3 separate regions of the Mus musculus genome follow, and all the other regions are linked to region 1. A link is a contact called in public promoter capture Hi-C data. All regions are on one chromosome and are shown on one strand. The core of a region is the stretch at or near the end of the contact, and the rest is flanking DNA. Distances in the headings are between cores, read along the strand shown.

Evidence for each region. Promoter capture Hi-C pulls out the DNA fragments that hold promoters and counts their contacts. Capture Hi-C pulls out chosen DNA fragments and counts their contacts.
Region 2: a promoter capture Hi-C map of liver shows a contact between it and region 1, with 4 times the contacts expected there. The contact joins the promoter of Rpia here to the promoter of Suclg1 in region 1. A contact is called at or near these places in 1 of 39 promoter capture datasets (liver), 2 of 484 Hi-C or Micro-C datasets (double positive thymocytes and muscle stem cells), 2 of 115 datasets of contacts at active chromatin or transcription factors (astrocytes and extraembryonic endoderm stem cells) and 2 of 9 other capture datasets (adipose tissue and liver).
Region 3: a promoter capture Hi-C map of liver shows a contact between it and region 1, with 4 times the contacts expected there. The contact joins the promoter of Eif2ak3 here to the promoter of Suclg1 in region 1. A contact is called at or near these places in 3 of 39 promoter capture datasets (the 3T3-L1 cell line and liver), 1 of 115 datasets of contacts at active chromatin or transcription factors (fibro-adipogenic progenitors) and 1 of 9 other capture datasets (adipose tissue).

The regions. Positions count from the first base shown.
Region 1 is chr6:73,246,313-73,250,152 of GRCm38.p6, forward strand. Suclg1 (succinate-CoA ligase, GDP-forming, alpha subunit) reads left to right here and starts at 2,193. Exons shown (of 9, transcript NM_019879.3): 1 at 2,193-2,441. The coding sequence starts at 2,345. It overlaps Gm38834 (a long non-coding RNA gene), which reads left to right and starts at 2,451. Exons shown (of 2, transcript XR_869182.3): 1 at 2,451-3,071.
Region 2 is chr6:70,790,155-70,793,994 of GRCm38.p6, forward strand. It overlaps Rpia (ribose 5-phosphate isomerase A), which reads right to left and starts at 2,021. Exons shown (of 9, transcript NM_009075.2): 1 at 1,732-2,021. The coding sequence starts at 1,995.
Region 3 is chr6:70,842,860-70,846,699 of GRCm38.p6, forward strand. It overlaps Eif2ak3 (eukaryotic translation initiation factor 2 alpha kinase 3), which reads left to right and starts at 1,656. Exons shown (of 17, transcript NM_010121.3): 1 at 1,656-2,162. The coding sequence starts at 1,867.

The sequences.
Region 1 (3,840 bases), core at 943-3,442:
CAGCAGTAAAACCCTAAGTCACCATTTAGACTTCCAAACAAATTGTAATACTATGTATACTATTGAAGCTCTGTCCACAGTGAAGATTTCCCTTCACTGGTGTCTTTCAGGGTTGTCCCCAAAAGAGTTTGTAATGCTGCAGCTGTCTATTTCTGGGTGATGCCTGCATAATGTACAGAACCATCAGGGAACCAGGCCCCAGTCTTCTCTTCTCAGCCAGCTGATCATAGGGGATATACCTTGAGGCTATAGGTGTGTGTGTGGCAGCAGACAGCATTGTAATGTGAGTGGAAACCATAGGCATTTGGAGAACTTCTTCATGTAATTTGCTTGTGCCTTCAGGACCTGGTTGGGCCAGATCACATATATACCACTTCCATTTATTAATAGATTGCTACTGTGCACATCCTGCTTTATGACTGGTGGATCAGATAATTTCCAGTGCATGATGAGCAGCTTACAGAGTACCTTGAGGTTATATAGTAACTTGGTGTCCCATTGTCAAACTAAGTCCCAATAGCAGGCTAACAGCTGCCTCTTAAAGGGAGAATTGTCTACAGATGATGATGAAGCCTTTCTCTAAAATCCAAAGGTCTCTTCTGTGACTCACCTAGGGGCCTGCCAAAGGCTCCAGACAGCATCCCTGCCTGTCACTGAGATCTCAAGTACCATTGGGTCTGCTGGATCACCTGAGCCAAGTGGTAGTGTGCTTGCTTGCACAACAGTCTGGACTTCTTCAAGAGCGTTCTCTTGCTCCAGGCCCCACTTAAAGTTAGTAGCTTTCTGAGTCACTATGGACTGGAGTCACACACCCAAGTGAAGAGGGTGCTGCATCCAAAATCCAAACAGGCTCAGTAAACACCGTGCTTCTTTCCAGTGGGAGGGGCCAGACACAATAACTTTACAATAGAAGGATAGCTCTGCATGCCCCAAACCACTGCACTCCTAAGAATTTCACTGAGTTAGAAGGTTCTTGAATTTTGGTTGAATTTACGTGTTACCCATGAATTCAAACTGGCTGCTATCCACTACTCACTTGGTCCAATCAGCATAATGTTGTCAATATAGTGTACACACACACATATTTACAATCTATACTATATGTTATATATACTATGTATTACACATTTTGTTAAATAAATGAAACAAAATGCTTAATTATTAAGTAAAGATTCAGTGAAAAATTTCCTCCTTAAAACCATTGTTCGCGGGCTGGAGAGATGGCTCAGAGGTTAAGAACACTGGTTGTTCTTTCAGAGGTCCATGAGTTCAATTCCCAGCCACCACATGGTGGCTCACAACCAAGTGTAATGAGATCTGGTGCCCTCTTCTGGCTCACAGACATACTGCAGACAGAACACTGTACATAATAAGTAAATAAATAAATCTTTAAAAAAATGTTCACACTGGACCTATTTGGAAAGCACTGATATTTAACTTTACCACAAGGGCAGGATCTACAAGACAAGTACACATGAGAATGGTGCGAATTATAATGACGACCTTACTGAGCTAAAATAACTTTATTGATTATACTGATAAGGAATCTTAGGAACGCGGTTTTAGACAAGAAACGTGGTGCTTTGGCTCAAGGACTTGCTAAGGTTTTAAAAGAGTGGAGTGAATAATTTGTTCCAATTGGGCACAAATCCTATTTGATCTCGAGTTGTAGTCCTTAGGATTTTAGAAAGAGGCATAATTAGCATTAGTAAATAATTAGCATTAGTCGAAGGCAGTGCGCCAGTTTGTTTAATAAAGAGATTCCTGCTTCAGGAAACTGTCAGCTAAGGGGCTTTTTAATTTTAAGTATTTGGTCACTTTTCCTTTTTTCTTTTGCCGGCCACTAGTGCGGATAATTTCCGGAACCGTACAGGGAGGACAAGAGGAGTACAATCTTCTCTGTAACAGGTCAGAAAAAAACAAAGTGCAGGATCACGGTCTGGCACATAGCATTGCTGCCGGCGCCTCCCCTCAGCGTTTGTCACGGCTTTTCCTGGGCGCCCACGCCGGAGTTTAAATCGCTTCCAACCCCTTCCCTTTCAGCACGCTGCTTACTCGGAAAAAAAATACATTTCCCACAACACCACGCGCCGGCCGGGCCTCTCATGGGCTGTCCCACACATTGCCGTTATGTTTATGGTTACCCAAGCCCACATCTACTAAAGAACAGAGCTATTGTTTGCTTTTCAAACGTCATCCTTCTTGTTCTTTTCCACTTGTAACGTTCACTGTTTGAGAAGAGACTCCGAGGAGCGTAAGATATTCAGGCTACTCCTCTAGACACCTTTCTGCGCGAGCCTGAGCCCATGCCAAGGTCCCGGGGTCCTGAGAGTGTCATTGGGGGATGACCGCAACAGTAGTTGCTGCGGCTGCCACTGCAACCATGGTCTCCAGCAGCAGCGGCCTCGCCGCCGCCCGCCTGTTGTCGCGCACCTTCCTCCGTGAGTCGTGCCGGCCCGGCTCTGTCCTCCATGCTTGCGTAGACCTCGGGTTCCTGATTCTGGCCCCGGCGGTGTCCGGGCTCTTCCGGGCGGGCCCTCGGAAGGGGCGAGGGAGCCACCGGTCCAAACGCCAGTGGCAGACCTCGGGGGTGGAGGGGGCTTTGTCCGATGGGGTCGTGGATCGGCCGATGCACTTCGCAGGGCGCCCTGCAGACACGGCAACAATATCCTAGTTCCCTCGGTGACGGGGTGTGTGTGTGTGGAGGCGGGGGGGGGGGGGTGAGGTGGAGGTGGCCTCTGGGCTGGCCCTTACTTGGAGCCAAGGCTAAAGAGGTCCAGGATGAACTCTGCTGGGAGTGTGAGCCCCCGGGTTGAAGAGGTTGTAATTTGTCCCGAAAGATTCTGCACTTGGAGTTGACCGTTCTGTTGAAGTGGTAGGGCCAACGGAAAGGTGGTTTCTGCACCCAGAGTCAACGTGGCCCCGTAGGAGCTTGGAAGCTGACCAATGATGTGTCGCTCTTTACGAGACTCCAATGAACACCTCAGTTTCTGAGAACCAATCTCCCAGGGTTGCTATCCTGCAATGCTGACTCTTGAAAAGTAGTGCTGCGTTCAAAGTCTCTGTGTTAGGTACGATAGGAAACAGCTTGGGAACCGGTCATGTCGTTTTTGAAGTCTGGCCAATCATTCGTATGTGTATAATAGTCTTTTTTTAAAAAGTGATTTCTCGATGGATGTGGTGGCCCACACATTTAATTCCTGCATTTGGGAGGCAGAGGCAGGTATGCGGGTCTTTGTGAGTTCGAGGCCAGCCTGGTCTACAAAATGAGTCCCAAGAGAGCCACAGCTGTTACACAGAGAAACCCTGTCTTGAAAACAAAACGAAATGAAACAAACAAAAGCCTACTAAACAAACAAACAAACAAACATCTCTCAAGTAATAGCTTGGTTTGTGAAGCAGAGCATTGTCCTGCCTATCACTAACAGGAGAAATGATTGCCGATTAAAACTGTGATGAGTGATTGGTTGTCAGGTTTATCCAGATCTAGGAGATGTTAAGAAGTAATGAGTGGTTTGGTTTCATTGTGTAGAATAAGTGAGTCAGTTTACTGCTCAGAAATAGACACTCATGTAACACTCTTTTCTTTGTGACATCTTGTTTCCTCTCGCATCAGATAGTAGGTGAGACTTAGTTTCTTTCTTGGGTATCCTAAAAGTGTTCAAGGATAAGTGTGCACCCAGTAGCTGTACCTCATTGCCAGGTCATTTGAGGACAGAGGTCCGACTTGGTAACTTTGCCAAATGTGAAAGAGTTGAGTGTATTTGGGAACGTTTTCTGGAGCACCTTCTTGACTGATTAAAAGGATACCTCAATGTGCTCCAAATAGAAGGGAAGGAA
Region 2 (3,840 bases), core at 771-3,270, 2.5 Mb before region 1:
ACACAACTTACTGACCACTGCCTAGGCAGCCCTCACTGTACCCAATGCTGAATGTATAGATAGCACTAAGTCTCCTCCCACAGCTCACAGGGACTTGGGCAAGAGAAACGCACAGAAAAACTAGAACATAGGTCACGCTGAAGTGTCTGGGAGTCCAGATCAGAGGGAGCTGGGTGTGCCACCTACCTATAATGCCAGCCCTTGGGAGGCAGAATCAAGTGGGTAAAGCTGAGTGGTGATACACACCTTTAATCCCGGCACTCGGACAGAAGCAGGTAGATTTCAAAGCTAGCACAGTCCACATATCAAGTTCCTCCCTTGAGATGTGCTAGCCAGCCAGTCAGAGGGGAAGGGAGGGTTTCAAAGCCAACCTGAGTTTCAAAATAGGAAGAGGAAATCGTTGTCTCCTAGTCTCCTTAAGAAAAAAGCCAAGGGAAAACTGAAAGTAGTAAAGTCCTTTGAATATGGCTGGAACATGAGGGGAAGGCTTGCAGATTTTAATTTAGTCAAATACATAACGATAAGGCAAAGGTCAAGGAGACGTGTACCACTAAACATTAACAGGATAACTAAGATAATGGGCTCTCCTGAGGTATGGATTTCATTTATCAATCTATTAAGTCACTTCACAAAGGCATTTTGAAATCTCTCTTTACTGTCCCAGTTTTACCCCTGTGGCACTGTGTTCCAAACACAGAGCCAAATTACACATTTTAAATTCATATTCATACCTCACACCTCTTAATTCAAGTATAAAATCCTATGCTAACTAGATGAGCAAAAAGCTACCCTAGAACAGAAGGGCATAAGAGCCCTGCCTGAAACAAAAATGGTGTTCTTCTATAGAACAGGCAAGCCTGAGGTTATCAGACCCGGCCCCGCCCACTCAGGCCACCCTCACCCTAGGCAGGAAGATAAAGCTCTAAGAACAGTGTCTTTGCAAAGTAACTTTGGGCAGCATAGCTTTAACAAGTGAAAAGAATTCCCTTTAACGAAGATACGGATTCTGATAACGCGATCTAAGAAATAGAAAACAAGACCAGGAAACTTCACCACAGGGCAACAGAAGTAATACAATTAAGATAATTAACCTGCTACATACGGGATAGCAAACCCACCTACACTAAGAGTCCACTCAGAGCACCACACCAGCCACTTAACAAATGTGGACACAGCCTTACTAACTTCAAAACATCTGGACCCCTCCTAAAAAGCAGCACCTCCAGATGTCTGGCCACCCGGCCCTGTCAACAGTAACCTGATGGCTTCTTTGTAAAGACAGCACTCTAGCTCCTCAGCGGGAGGAGCTGAAAAGCCTGTTTGGAGTAAAATTTCAAAACACTTTGCAAAACAGCCCTCCGCTGGCTTCGCGGTAAGTGAGAAGTGAAGAACAGCAGCCTCGGGGCTCACCATTTTCAATGGGCTGATTAGGAGGCACGCATTAACAGCCTGACAAGACTCTAAAACAGAGCACAGCCAGGCTCTACTGTGCACCCAGTTCCAGCCGGACAGGGAATCTTTGTAGAAAAGGCTCCAGTTGGGGGAAGAGTTGACACCCACCCATTCGGGGTCTAGAAGGCCTTTCAAGGGTTGGGAAGAACAGCGCGAATTCGGGTACAAGGCTCATCCTCTCCCCTCTCTCGCAACCCTCGCCCTTTCAGGAGTCAGGCGCACCCTGGCAGTGCCCTGGGCGCGCAGCACGAAGCCATCACGCCGTCACCAGCTGCCCACCTTCACGTGGTTCTCCACCGCCGTGTGGCTCGCCAGCTTCTTAGCCTCCTCGGCCTTGGACATCGTGGAGGGGGCCGGGCCGCCCGCGCTCGAGCCTCCCTTGTCGCCGCGGGTCTCCGAATGTGCACGCCCCGGCAACTGCACGTGGGAACCCGAGAGGCCCCAGTTGTTCCCGCCCCCGCCCGAGGCCGCGCCCCCGGCCCGCCCGGGCAGTGGGGCCAGGACCCGCCCGTAGAGGGTGCTGAAGGGCCCGGGGCGCTGCATCCCGCCGCCTCGCTCCAGCCTCTCCGGCCGCCCCACCCCCAACTCCTCCGGAAACCCGCTCGCTTGCGCAACCTGCCCCGCGCGTATTACTAAATGCGTGTTGCTGGGAAATGTAGTCCTACGGCGACAGTGGTTCCTAGGCCCTTCTGCATTCGGGACTACAAGTCCCACAATACGATCGACCCTAGTGTGCAAATCGCCCGCCTTGACTCCAGACTTTCTGTCCGGAAGGTCCGGGTAACTGCTGTCTAGGAAGCTAATAACTCCCTACCTTGGGGTCAAGTGTTTACACCTTTAGGTGAACTCCAAGAACCTTTCCGGCTGTACGCGTATTCTAGAAAAAGAGAGAGACACTATTAAAAACCTGACCTTGTTTGCCCAGCAAATGAGAACGTTGCTGTGTTGTAAGCGAATCCTCAGGCAAGTGGTTCTACCAACACAACGGCCTTTTTTTAAAAAAAATCTTTTAATTACATTGTATTATTTAGGTTGTGCTTGTGGAGGCCAAAGAACAACTTGCAGAAGTCCGTTATCTGACCGTCTTGGTAGTGTCAGTCAGTACTTTACCGGCAGAGCCATCTTCTTACAGTGCTCTAGAGTCACTCATTGATGACACACTTGGGACTCCCAGGTCTTCTGATGTCTGTGCTAGACCTTCACAAACCCAAGGTTACAAGTTCAATCAGTAACTCCCGCCTTGGACATTGTTCTGCTCTTGGTATTGGATGCAGGGTGTCTAAATGGAGCCCGGTCACGAGCGCACAGGCCAGTGTACCTTATCGGGCTTCCCCTTTTCTGCCTTTAGTTTGCTGCAAGTTCTTGGTCTCATTCAGCAGTCCCAGTGGCCTGAACTCACTGTAGAGTTCAGTCCAGGCTGGCCTGGAACTTGGAGCATTTTTCCTGATATGGGATTACATCACCAAATAGGTCTGGAAGTCCTTTTTGTTGTTTTGTTTGTGTGTTTTGAGACAGGATCTCTCTTTGCAACCATGGCTGTCCAGGAACTCTGTAGACCAAGATGCCCTTGAACTCACCGAGATCAGCCTGACTTTCCTTCCCCAGAGCAGAGGTTAACGGTGTGTGCCTGCAAAAGGCATGTGCCAGCAACCCCCAAGAGCTAGAATGTTCCAGGAACCCTTAGGAACAATAAAGACCGGTCACAATGCTTTTTTGCAACTTTTATAACCTGAGTTTTATCTTTATCAGACTGTAATCCTGCCCAAGGCACTCAGAAACCACTCGATAGTCTCCTTTACCAAAAAAAAAAAAAAAAAGAAGAAGAAAATTCTTCAGCCACCATTACAAATGTAACTTCAGGACCCACCATAATCAGGTGTGCCGCTATTGATTGGACACTTACATGAGACTCCCTCTTGAGGAGACCACATCCATACAAGGGTAGTATCGTAGAATTATTATTGTTGCTGTGATGAAACACCATGACTAAAAGCAACTTGGGGAGGGCAGGGTTCATTTGGATTATATGTCCTGAATCACAGTGCACTGAGGGAAACAGTGTCAGGAACCTGGAGGCAGAGGTGCTGTTTACCGGCCTGCTCCTCACAGCTTACTCAGCCTGCTTTCTTGCAACACCCAGAACCACCAGGACAGATGGAGCCCCACCCACCATGGGCTGGGTCCTCTCATACCAATCACTAATTAAGAAAATGTCCTACAGGCTTGCCTCCAGGACGATCTTATGAAGTCATTTTCTCAGCTGAGGTTCCCTCCACTCAGATGGCGAGCATGTGTCAAGTTGACATAAAGCTGCAAAACAGATAGTATCTCCCTTCATATTAACCCCATCTTTAAATATGAAATAAAACCCCTTTATAATAAACTGAA
Region 3 (3,840 bases), core at 406-2,905, 2.4 Mb before region 1:
ATAGGTAGCAGGTAACTCCAAGGGAAGAGTTTCTTCCAGACACAACAGTACCAGTATACATACGAGCTTAAAATGGAATCTTTAAAAATAAATAAAAAGAGAAAGGGACCATATGAGCAGAGGAAAGTTCACATGAAGAAGCAATAGAGTAGCCATCTAACAAACCAAAAGGGGCCTCAGAAGAACTCGATTCTGATGGCTCCCGATGGAGGAATTCTAGCCTCTAGAACACATATGCTAGAGGGAATTTGCTATGACAGCCCTGGAGAATTAATATACAGGGCAAGAACTTCCGGTCCTTGGCTTTCATCCTAAGCAACACAGGGTAAGTTGAAGGTCATATCCTGCCCTGTAGGGAAGCAGGAAAACAAGGGACAAAATGTCTCATAGAGGAAAGGCTGAGTTCCACAGTGGAGGACACTTAGGAGGAAAAACGGGACTCCTCTTCGAATTTATTAAAACCATGTGAGTGAATCAGAGCAATCTGGGTGGAGCTGAGGAATACTAATGCCTGTGCAGTGTGTGTGAGATGAGAGAGGACAGGAAGACAAGGCGCTTTAGAGATTTGTTGTACAGAAGAGAGAAGGAATGTGGTGAGAACTAAAGGGAGAAATGGGTTTATAGGGATTGGGGCTGAGTGGAAATTAAGTGTGCTTCATGCAGATGGAGACCAGCGTACACAAACTGCCAACATCATTAAAAATCTTCCCAGTGTTTGGTTGGTGTTCTGAGTACACTGCTGAAGGATGCAACTTCTTACTCTTCCACACACCAGCTCTGAAATCTTCAGGGTATTCGCAACTACTTTAAGAGAATTTTAAACGCTTTGGTCAAACATTTGAACCTTCCCCACTTTGGTCGTTGTCGTTCTATTTCTCCTGAGGGCAGTGTAAAGCATGCCAAACCAACCGGGAGACTTAATAAATTTTTGTGACTGTGTGACCTTGTGCAGATTACTTCAAGTGCGCCAGGCCTGGGATCCTCCTTTATAAACAGGTTAAGAGGCGTTCCGGGCGCTCTGGGTTATCTGTTCTACAGATCACTGTCATCTCTATCAAAGCTGTAATTGTAATTCTTAATACCTTCCTAGCCACAAATTGGGCAACTCCTGAACTTCTAAGGACACATGACCTGTGCAGTCACTTTCCCCCAACTCTCATCCCTTCTTTCCAAATAAATTCGGCTTGGGAATAGCAAAAGCATCTATCCCTTTAAGATCAGCCACCTCCCGGCCACCCGGGACTCCTTTCCACTCTTCTTCCTTTCACAGGGGACGGTCCTCTTCACACTCAGAATCGGCCACGTACTAAGTGCCGCTTCCAACCAATCAAGAAGCAGTTAGCTCAGGCCTTTGAGGAGCATCCACTTTCACCAATAATCTCCAAGCTTTTCCCAGCGCCTCACTTTGAGGGGCGAGGCCAATCAGGGAATGGACCAATCCGTTCCAGAAGTGGCATTAGGGAACTGAAATGATTCACCAATCGCCTAAGAAGACTCTGGGGAGGGGCATTTCTCATTGGCCGTCGTTCCCGGAAAAGGGCCGGACTGCCACAGGGAAAACTACAATTTGATTGGTAGGTATAATGTTGACAACAAGGAACGCGTCTGCCTGGCTCGGAGTGGCAAGGCGCGCAACCAATCGCAGAGCAGACGCACGGAACCCTCGCTCAATGGGCGATGTCTGCACAAGGCTGTCACTCAGGTGGCAGTGGCTGAGACGTGGCCGGGCAGCTCTGCTGCTGCGGCGCGAAGTCGAGAGGCGGCGGGGTCCGTGGCGCGCGCTCGCAGTGCTCCGAGGCTCCGAGCGGCGAGACGGGCGGGCGCCGACGGCAGGGTCTCCATGCCCGCGCGTGGGGCGGGCCGCTGATGGAGCGCGCCACCCGGCCCGGGCCGCGCGCGCTGCTGCTGCTTCTGTTCCTGCTGCTGGGCTGCGCGGCGGGGATCTCGGCGGTCGCGCCCGCCCGCAGTTTGCTTGCTCCCGCGTCGGAGACAGTGTTTGGCTTAGGGGCAGCGGCCGCCCCGACTTCGGCCGCGCGGGTGCCTGCGGTGGCAACGGCCGAAGTGACCGTGGAGGACGCCGAGGCATTGCCGGCTGCCGCTGGCGAACCGGAGTCACGCGCGACGGAGCCCGATGACGACGTGGAACTGCGGCCTCGCGGCAGGTGAGAGGTTGGGAACTAGGGTCGGGGCACCTCTCGCAGGGATGCGAGTGACTGCGGACAAAGCAGAGAGCCGCGACACCTTCCTGTCCCACTCTGAGCGCCTGCCTGGTCCTGGCTGTGGGAGGGCAACAGCATCTTTAAAGGAGGATGAGGGATGCCTGGAGAATGCAACACCCGGCTTAGGGAAGAAAGTCACTTCCCCGCTTTCATTGTTTTCGGGCTTTAACCATATGCACTTTACACTCCCATTCCCAAATACTTGACTCGTTCTGTCCTGATTCTGTTGCGACAGGTAAAACGACTTTCAAAAGAGATGCCTACATTTATCCTTCAAATACAAGTCTGTTGTGGCTCCTGGTCGAGGGTTTTGATTTTCTGTTTCTCTAATTGAGATATGCGGGAACACCTGCATCAGAATTACCAGGGGGATGCTGGTTAAATGGACAGTTTTCTAGGCTCCGCCCCGGTTTTACTAAACCAGACCTTTTCTGGGTAAGAACAAGCACTCTCAAGAGCTCCGAACACACTTAGAGGTTAAAGTTTAAGGAGTGTGCTTGGGTTCTTTTATCCTAGCAGCTTTTTGATATTTAAAGGGGGTTAGCATAGTTTATTTCAGTTGGATTTCTTAGCCTTATAAACATACAAATTCAAGAGACAAGTTTTAAAGCAATTTTCAAAGTCTGCACAGAATGTAAAATACTTTAATAAAGTATTTTTCAGATAGCATGTGTGGAGAAAGTGGCACTATTTAATAGAAAGAATGCTAAAAGAGCATTAGGTAAATTAAGAGCTGCATCTAAATTAGAACATATCTAAGTTTGTAACATAGTAGTTATAGATTATAAAAAGTATCAGAACCTTGATCTAGGTACCCAGTGATTACCAGAAATAAACAGGGCAAGCCCTAAAATTCTCCATACACCATTTGAATAGTTATATTTAAGAATGTTTAAGTAATAAAGAATACAATTTCATCTATTTGCGAATGTATGAACTCTCCTAGATGAGTGAAACAGCTGTGAAGAGTAAATTACACGAAGTAGAGAGAACTATTCTGTTTTCCTTAGAACACACACCTGCAGCAGCAGGGACTTTCTAAAGCTGAGCAGAACCCCTGGGGTTATGGAGGTAGAGCAGGAAGCCTCTGCTCTTGGAAGGAATACGCAGTCAATCCAGCAATCGGGATGAAGCAGAAGGTCCTAACTGTAGGGCGGTTCAAATGAACAGTAGAAAGCAGTACAAAGGAACTGTCATGGGTGATGCACAGTTTGCTGGTGTATGCTGTGTAAGGCAAGGGATGAGGTAGGTTTATAGATAAGAAATGGCTGTGACAGAATGATTTGGTTCTTAAAAATGGGTAGAATTCTGATAGATGGTGGACTTAAGACAGCAAGAAGAATGGGGGTTGGAAATTATATTGAGACCATTTTGGGGAGCGTGTGTGCGTGTGTGCGTGTGTGTGTGTGTGTGTGTGTGTGTGTATTCTTCGCCTAACAGCATTATCACTTGGAACCACGTTAGACCTCCAGAATCAAGTACCTCCCAACCTACTAAGCACCTGCCTTGTAATAGATCACTGTGTGATTTATATACACATTAGTCTGAGAAATCTTAATCTTGAATGGTCAGGTCTATTTCTCTAGCAACAAGGTTTACTGAAACAAGGTAAAGATACTAG